Regions from separate parts of the Mus musculus genome. Here regions 2 and 3 are each linked to region 1. Evidence: chromatin contacts called from public Hi-C and HiChIP or PLAC-seq data. All regions are on one chromosome and are shown on one strand. The core of a region is the stretch at or near the end of the contact, and the rest is flanking DNA. Distances in the headings are between cores, read along the strand shown. Region 1 overlaps Ppcdc (phosphopantothenoylcysteine decarboxylase). Region 2 holds the start of 1700017B05Rik (RIKEN cDNA 1700017B05 gene). Region 3 has its middle 6.2 kb from the start of Gm46115.

The links. A called contact is a pair of places that touch in the nucleus more often than the background predicts. HiChIP or PLAC-seq counts read pairs in DNA pulled down with a chosen protein or histone mark.
Region 2: an H3K4me3 HiChIP or PLAC-seq map of bone marrow-derived macrophages shows a contact between it and region 1, with 7 times the contacts expected there. The contact joins the promoter of 1700017B05Rik here to the enhancer-like site in region 1. A contact is called at or near these places in 12 of 39 promoter capture datasets (the 3T3-L1 cell line, the C10 cell line, Sertoli cells and 8 more), 5 of 15 datasets of contacts at CTCF or cohesin (CD8 T cells, the NIH/3T3 cell line, large pre-B cells and 1 more), 106 of 484 Hi-C or Micro-C datasets (the 63-12 cell line, the AML12 cell line, B cells and 73 more), 49 of 115 datasets of contacts at active chromatin or transcription factors (the 230-238 cell line, CD8 T cells, DN3 thymocytes and 35 more) and 3 of 9 other capture datasets (adipose tissue, liver and pancreatic islet).
Region 3: a contact with region 1 is called in a Hi-C map of bone marrow-derived macrophages, with 25 read pairs. The contact joins two enhancer-like sites. A contact is called at or near these places in 1 of 15 datasets of contacts at CTCF or cohesin (CD8 T cells), 5 of 484 Hi-C or Micro-C datasets (bone marrow-derived macrophages, embryonic stem cells and pre-B cells), 21 of 115 datasets of contacts at active chromatin or transcription factors (CD8 T cells, the HPC-7 cell line, astrocytes and 11 more) and 3 of 9 other capture datasets (adipose tissue, liver and pancreatic islet).

The regions. Positions count from the first base shown.
Region 1 is chr9:57,416,149-57,418,848 of GRCm38.p6, reverse strand. The region is part of intron 5 of Ppcdc (phosphopantothenoylcysteine decarboxylase); the gene reads left to right. Among named protein-coding and RNA genes, the nearest start is that of Ppcdc, 23 kb to the left of the region's middle. Within about 2 kb of position 1,353, at least 30 of the 459 cell types and tissues checked have an H3K27ac peak or open chromatin away from gene starts, as enhancers often do. A contact at or near this core is called in the 63-12 cell line, the HPC-7 cell line, the SCID.adh cell line and 6 more, where this site is marked.
Region 2 is chr9:57,261,248-57,263,947 of GRCm38.p6, reverse strand. It overlaps 1700017B05Rik (RIKEN cDNA 1700017B05 gene), which reads left to right and starts at 1,349. Exons shown (of 3, transcript NM_028820.2): 1 at 1,349-1,519.
Region 3 is chr9:57,208,078-57,210,777 of GRCm38.p6, reverse strand. No RefSeq gene overlaps it. Among named protein-coding and RNA genes, the nearest start is that of Gm46115, 6.2 kb to the right of the region's middle. Within about 2 kb of position 1,292, at least 1 of the 459 cell types and tissues checked has an H3K27ac peak or open chromatin away from gene starts, as enhancers often do. A contact at or near this core is called in bone marrow-derived macrophages, where this site is marked.

The sequences.
Region 1 (2,700 bases), core at 104-2,603:
TAAAGAGGGCTGGAGCAGAGTGCTTGTGGCAGAGTGCTTGTGTAGTGAGTGGGAAACCCCAGGCTCACTCATTTCCCAGGATGGTGTGTAAAAGAAAGGCGGACACTAGTATCCTTATTTGCTTATGAGGCGCTCTTCTGGGAAGCTGCTGGTGACCCAAGCATTGTTAGACTAAGAATATAGGATGGGAGGAACACCCTCCCTGATGCTGTGGCCAGGAGCAGACTGGGAAGGACAGGGAAGCAGAGCTGGGTATAGCATGGTTGTCACTGCCTAGTAGAAACTGGAGAGGGGGTACTCAGCCGTGCACCCTGCTGCGCTCCCATTGGGAGGTTAGCAGCAGCTGATGTGATAAAACACTCCAACCTCAGAGCTGAACCCCAGCCACTTTCTTAGGCTTCCTCCTTCCCTCTGAAGATGCAGGCCACCCCCCTTGTTGTTGATGTTATTGTTATTGCTGTTATATGCGCTGCTCCTCCCCCATTAGAAACAGTCTTGAGCTGAGTTGGAGAGATGGCTCAGAGGTTAAGAGCACTGGGTGCTCTTTCAGAGGACTGGGGTTTGATTCCTAGTACCCACGTGGAGGTTCACAACTGTCTGTAACATCAGTCTCGAGATCTGGCATCTTCTTTTGGCCTTGGTGGGCACCAGGCACACTTGTGATACACAGACATATATGTGGTCAAGACATGTAAAACAAATATAATGTCATGTAGACCAACTGGCCTGGAAATCCTGATCCCCTCTCTCTTCCTTCCCCAGGTGGGATTGCAGGCATGGCCTGAGGGCCTGGCTTTTTTTTCTTCCAGGCTGCTTGCTACACCTCTGTTTTTGAGGTTTTCTTCTTCAGAATTGGCTGGACAGTGGAACATGTTCCCCAAACTAAGCATTTGCCTCAGTTTCCCTTGAAGACAGATGTCTGACACAATCCCTGGTGTTACGGTTTGAGCTGTTGGCACTCTAGGTGGTGTGGCCACCTCCTCCTCAGTATCTTCTTAGAGACCTGAAGGATGCTCAGCCTGCTCCCTCTTTGCAGGCAGTTGTCTCCAGCATTGGAAGGATGCTGGAGAGGAGCCTGCTAGATGTTCTCAGTCCTGCTCTCCAGGCCCTATGCCTGGGGATGGCTGTCTCCGTCTGTTCTGGCCTGGCTTCTGTGCTAAGTTGTCAGGTCCAGAAAGAGGAGTCGATGCCCCAGGTTGCCAGTCTGACGCTAGTCTCTGGACTGGGATCCAGCCGTCTGCCATGCCTGAGCAGATTCCCAGGGCCAAGGCTGAGGCACCCAGCATGCTGCCAGCCACTTGGCTGGAGCGGCAGTGTCCTCTTCCCTTCCTACTGCTAGTTGCTTCAGAGGAGCTGTGGTTTGTCCAGGAAACACTGAGCTGCGAGTCAGACAGTTGGGAAGTAGCCCTGCCGAGGGCAGACAGGTTGGAGTTTGCTGTGGTCAGCATGCTCTGTTTTGAGGGTTCTTAGAGCCCAGCCCCACCCCGTTCCTACACCACTCATCAAGGGTCCTTTCTAGGTTTGCTTATGACTCTGTCAAAGCAGCAGGTAGCACAGAGCCAAGAAGAAATGTGACTGAAGGTGTCCACCCACAGCCAGCTTGTCTTCTTGAGAGGAGCTGGTGGGAGACCAATGTTGATGCCTGGGACGAGGCAAGCAACCAGATTCCAGACTGTTTGCTGTCCCAGGAGGGGGCAGGGGCACTCGGGACTCGGGACTCTTTCTGAGCAGGGGTGTCATAGTTGCTGTATCCCCGGGAGCTCTCAGGAGGAGGTGGCTGCTGAAGTCAGAGCACAGGAAACCCGTTTCTTCAGGAGCAGTCTGTGGCCTCCCAAGCCTGGGCCTGGGGTAATGCAGGAACCCTAGCTGTGGGACCCGTACTTAGTACCAGGCTCTCAGCTGAGAATGTTGAAAGCTTTTGCATTTTTGCTGGGACCTGGGGGTACCCACCGCTGACATCAGCTCTTAGGAAAGCAGGGGACCAAGAGTAGAAGGTCTTCTGTCACATTGTCAGTTCAGAGGCCAACCTGGGCTACGTGAGATTGTGCCTCAAAAAACTACTACTATACCACACCACCATTAAAAACATTCACAGTCTTTTTAATTAAAAAATTATTTTATTTTATTTTGAAACAGGATCTATGTAGCCTTTGGTGGCCTAGAAGTTGCTATGTAAACCAGGCTGGCTTCAAACTGGGAGAGCTGTGTATGCCTCTGCCTCCCTAGGGCTAGGATCAAAGGAGTATGCTACAGTGCCCAACTTTTTCCTTTCTTTTTAAAATGATTTTCATTTATTTGTTTGTTTTATTGTATGTGGGTACACTATAGCTAGCTGTACAGATGGTTGTGAGCCTTCGTGTGATTGTTGGGATTGAATTTTTAGGACCTCTGCTCACTCTGGGCTACCCTGCTCCGGTTGGCCCTTCTTGGCTTGGGTAGTTCCTTGGCAGGCTCGGTCCCTGCTCGCTCCAGCCCAAAGATTTCTTTATTATTATAGATAAGTACACTGTAGCTGACTTCAGTCGCACCAGAAGAGGGCGTCAGATCTCATTATGGGTGGTTGTGAGCCACTGTGTGGTTGATGGGAATTGAACTCCGGACCTTTGGAAGAGCAGTCAGTGCTCTTACCAGCTGAGCCATCTCGCCAGCCCCAAGATTTTTCATAAAATAAAATAAAAATGACAGGGTCCTGGTATGTAT
Region 2 (2,700 bases), core at 100-2,599, 150 kb after region 1:
AGTCTCTCCTCTATTTGTCTAGCCTCTATTTGTAAAAAAATCTTCCAGCTCTAATCCAAGAGACACCCTCCCCTTCTCCTTGAGTGACCTCACTTCCTCTTCCTAATCCTACCTGGAGCCCAGCCCCTCCGCCCCAGCCCCATCTTCTCCCATACCTGTGCCCTCAGCTCTGTTCTGACTCAGGCAGTCCTGATCTTTGGGTCAAGATGGGTGTTCTGAGTGGTTTTGCCCCAAAAACTAATTTTGATCTCTATGGTGTTCAACTATTCTTCACCATGCGACCCTGCCTTGGCCTTGGGCAGTCCTGGAACTGCAAGGATTAGATTCCTTCCAAGAAAGAGGTGCTAGCGCTGAGCTGGGCAAGGCCCCACAACCAGATGGGCTAGAGTCCAGGTGAACAGAGGCAGTGGGTTTCCCAGCCCCTTTCTGCAACACATCAGCTTGGCTAGGGATGCTTCATCCCATCAGCTTTCCAGGTTGCTCATGCTCAGACCGGTTCTGGTGCGACACATTTGCCAGAAAGGCTCAGATGCCCACCAAGGCCGCTTGGCAATATCTCCAGAGTCTCATTCCTGGCCCACTCCAGGTCACTAGGAGCTGATATATACTCGTCTGTACTTTACCTCATAAGTCCTTCTTAATTTCCTAATGCAACTTGTTTGTTGAGGAAGTTAGGGCTGCCTCGAGATATCCTTTAGCATTTTTATTGTCTTGCTAGGAACTGAGTGTGGTGGTCCAAGCTTTTGACTGCAGCACTCAGAAGGCTGAGGCTGGTGTGTCTCTGAGTTCACGGCCAGCCTGGTCTACATAGTAAGTTCCCAGACAGCCACAGCTATATAGTGTGACCTTCCCAAACAAAACAAAGCAAAAGCAAAACAAAAAAAAAAAAAGGACTGCTAGATAGCCCAGGCTCAGCTCAAACTCTCAGCAATTCCCCTGCCTCAGCCTCCCATACCCCAATTTATGTGCTACACATCTTTTCGAAGCCTGATGGCCCTATTTCTAAGAGGCAGAATATCACTTTTACAAATGAGGAAACTGAAGCTCATAGAGGTTAAGTGGCAGGTCCAAGGTCACATGGCTAGAAAGTAGCAAGGAATGAATGATCTAACGGAATGACTGAATGAGGGCTTACGATCGCCCTCGGGGCAGAGGTTTGAGGAAGGAGGCGAGCGAAGACTGTGCACAAAGCCAGAGGCCGGGTCGCGGGAAAGTTGGTTCCACTCAGGCCTTCGGCACGGGAGGACCCAGGGGAGCGCAGGCTCCCAGAGGCACAGCCGGGTTCTGCCCCCACTCAACGGCCCGCCCCGCCCCCGCCCCGCCCCCGCCCCGCCCCGCTCGGGACCACAAACGGCGCCCAGCGGCAGCACGAACGGTCGCGCGGAACGTCTCTCTGGGCTAGCTGCCTGCCGCGACTTCCCGCGCAAGGCCGGCGGGACAGGGACCCGCAGCCTAGGCGGCGCTGAAAGATGCCGCGGCTGCTCCGGGTGGCGGCCGCTAGAAGCCTGGTGCTCTGAAGGTAGGAGCTCGCCTACCCGGCAGGCGCGGAAACTTGGGCCGAGTTTGCGGGCGGCGCGTGGGCAAGGGGCGGGTGGCCCTGCCCCAGGGCGCCCCTACCGGCCAGCCCCAGGACGGAGCGCGGGGACCGGGGCCCAGGTGCTGAGGCTTCGGGCGGTCAGACTACGGGGCCCAGTCATACCGCTGCCCAGACTTTGCCAGGACTTGGATGCTCCCTGGGCCTGGTAGAGCTCCGGAGCCACAGCACTGCCTGGGCGTTAGGGCTGGCGAAGAGTCAGGCGGATCCCTCGGGCCTCTCGCGGGGCCAGGCTCACGCGGATTGCCGGGCGCCGATTCGGGGTGGCGGTGGGGGGTTGGGATTGGTGGCGGCGGGCGCTGAGGTGCCGCGGGGCCGTGGACGAACCCTGTTGGAACAGGACCGCCTGCGGTTTCCTAGCCACTGCTTGACTCACTCTCTGGCCACAGCCCAAGCTGGCGGGATCGTCCCGAAGGAGGTGGCTGCCCAGACTTTGAGGCCGCCCCCCCCCCAGCCCCCCAGCCTTCTGGACCTCAGTGCAGTCTGCGGGCATCGATCCGTGGGGTTCCCAGTGCGAATCTCCTGACTTTTTTACACGTTTACGTGAGCTAAGGAAGGGCACCGTTGGGCAGTGGGGGGCATGTGTGCAGATTCGGGCCATGCATGTACGTGTAGGAACAGCTTTGCATGCGTGGCCCACGGCAGTCTGTGTGTCAGCCTGCCGGGGTGCACGTGCGTTGCAGAGGCGCGGAGAGAGAGGCTTGGGGACACCCGGAAGCCTGGTGTGGCGGTGGGGCGCCAGTTCCCTACTGAAGCCGGCTGGCTGTGAGCCACTGGCACGAGGGTCACGGGCGGGGCCGGGAGAGGGAAATTAGGAGCGGAGCATCCGGGGAGACCCTTTCTCTCAAACTGAGAAGTGTGGGCTGCTCCACGTTGAGTGAGTGCTCAGAACCTCAGCACGCAAAGTTTTTAGAAGACTGGTATCTGTTAGAGCGGAGAGAATACTGATGCGGGCCTCAACTTGGCTGGGATCGCGCTCTTCATGAGGCCCCAAGGATGTGACGTGGAAATGGACCCACGGAGTTGTCTGTCTCCCTCGTGGAAAAGCAGGAGTGTAGGCGCTTGACCCTGCCCTGGGTTCTGGCTGAGGTTAGAACTCCTCTAAG
Region 3 (2,700 bases), core at 43-2,542, 210 kb after region 1:
TTACAGATGGTTGTGAGCCACCATGTGGTTGCTGGGAATTGAACTCAGGACCTCTAGAAGAGCAGTCAGTGCTCTTAACCATTGAGCCATCTCTTTGTTAACCCTTTTTAACCAAAAATAAATCCTCAAAAAAAACTTTCCCCCTCATACTTACTCTTTTTTAAAAATTATTTTTCTAAAAAAAAAAATTGAATCCAAATAACATACATGGCATGTTATAGCAAACTAAGATTATCTGTACACACACTGTAGTGGGCTACTAAACTATAATTATACCATCGCAGAAAAGTATTATTAATACTTCAGCTGCTAAATCTACTAGGAAAACTGGTCTTTGGTAACTTAAGATGAGCCATAAATTGTTATACAATGTATCTTTGTCCTAAAGGTTATGAGAACTGCTTAACTGCTCATTATCAAGAGTTGGAATCCTGAGGGCGAAGCCCATGTGACCTGATCTATGTCCTTCTCCAAACACACACACACACACACACACACACACACACACACACACACACACACACACAATATATGCAATATACAAAATACTTCAAAATATACATATATTATACATTTATGTATATATAATACACATATGTAATATACTATATATATAAAATAATACATATACATGTACACACATAAGTATGTATAGTAGGAAAGGGGGAAGAGAACTGTTAAATTTGTGATAGAAAGACCAGTTCCAAAATTTTGAACCAAATTGGAAGCAAGCGTTAATTAAATACTTACTGCGGTTATTGTGAGAAGGTGTGTCTGCTAGCTTGAGGAGCTTGCTGCCCCACGGAGAGAGAACTTTCAGGAATTTGCTGTCTGACTGAGAAGCTGCAGGCTCAAGCTTCTGAACTGGTAATGGATTAAGTTTGAAAGCAGTAAAAGAAACAAGTAGAAACAGTTAGAAGTGTACTTTGCTGTTGAAATAAGGGAAATATTTAGTTTGAGAATAATAAAGTCAAGTCTCTGAAGGAAGGAGAGAATTAGATTAAAACTGAAAATATATTTTGTTAAGATGTGGAATATACAATGGCAGAGGGCAAGTGGACCCGGTATAATTTTATTTCATATATCAGCATAGAAATATATGTTTGGTAATGACCACAATTTTCAATGCTCTCTTTAAGGAAAGATCAGAATAAAGCAGACTTTGATAAGGAGAAGATTGAGAAATGGAATTCCAGATTAAAAGTGATAGAACAGAGATTAGAGGATCCTGTAGATAAGAATAAAGAAACCTTCAGACAAATCCAATCTTGAGCCCACGGCGCCACCTACAGGATGGCCCATTAGAAAACCCACAACTAATTTTCCAGTTACTGTAAGAGAAGTAGCTCCAGGAGAGAGAAATCATACTGGCTTGAAGTATTTGGCTGCTGGCAGCCTATAGAAATACTAGACTTAAAAAGACTTAATGAAGCAATAATGTCTTATAGCATGCATTCACCCTACGTGAAACAGATAATAACTGGGCCATGCAAAAATTGTATAATTCCAAAAGATTAGAGAGATTTGATGTCATCCATGTTAGAACCTGGCCCTCAACTACGGTGGCTGACATGGTAGACAGATGAGGCTTCAGTTATGGAGCAACAGAATCAAACTAGAGATATTAATATTGTCAAGGATCAGTTGCTAGGTGGAGGTTAATATTCTGAACTAGAGTACAAATTATGTTTTTTTTGATGCCACCTTAAAGTAATGTCATTTAAATGCTTGGGACAAGGTTGAACAAGGGAAAATGATCTGGATCATTTACAAAGATAACCCAGGGTTCAGACAAACCCTTTGGCTGACTTCTTTTTTTTTTTAAAAAAAACAAAGATTAACTTCAGCTCTAAATAGAGCAATATCAGATACAGATGCTAGAGAAATAATTGAGTCTTTTGCTTCTGAGAAAGCTAATGCTGAATGCAAAAAGACTGTTAGATCTTTAAGAGCCAGATCTGTACCAATTTTTTAAAGATTTATTTTATTATTATTATATATATGTAAGTACACTGTAGCTGTCTTCAGACACACCAGAAGAGGGTGTCAGATCTCATTACAGATGGTTGTGAGCCACCACCATGTGGTTGCTGGGATTTGAACTCAGGAACTTCGGAAGGGCAGTCAGTGCTCTTAACCACTGAGCCATCTCTGGTACCCGATCTGTACCTATTTATGAGTGGATTAAAACTACTTCAGATATTGGATGTAATGCTTACAATTTAGTTGTGGATGGACAGACAATGGCAGAAGATATGAGAGCTCAGGCTGTCCAATGCTATGGCTGTGGAGAACCAAGCCAGCTCCTAAAGGACTGTGAGCAAACAGGATACATTTTTCTCTAATGAATGTCCCTAGGGGGCTGGAGAGATGGCACAGAGGTTAAGAGCACTGACTGCTGTTCCAGAGGTCCTGAGTTCAATTCCCAGCAACCACATGGTGGCTCACAACCATCTGTAATGGGATCTGATGCCCTCTTCTGATGTGCCTGCAGACAGTGTACTCACATTTTATAATAAACAAATTTTTTAAAAATGATAACCCTGGAATATGTAAAAGATGCAGAAGATGGGCACACAACGCTTATGAATGTAGTTCATCCAGAGATATTAGAGGCAATTCCTTATGGTCAGAAAACTGTCTAAGGGGCTTTGCTTGGGCCCCAACAAAAAACAAGAGCCATTTGTTCCCTATCAGCCA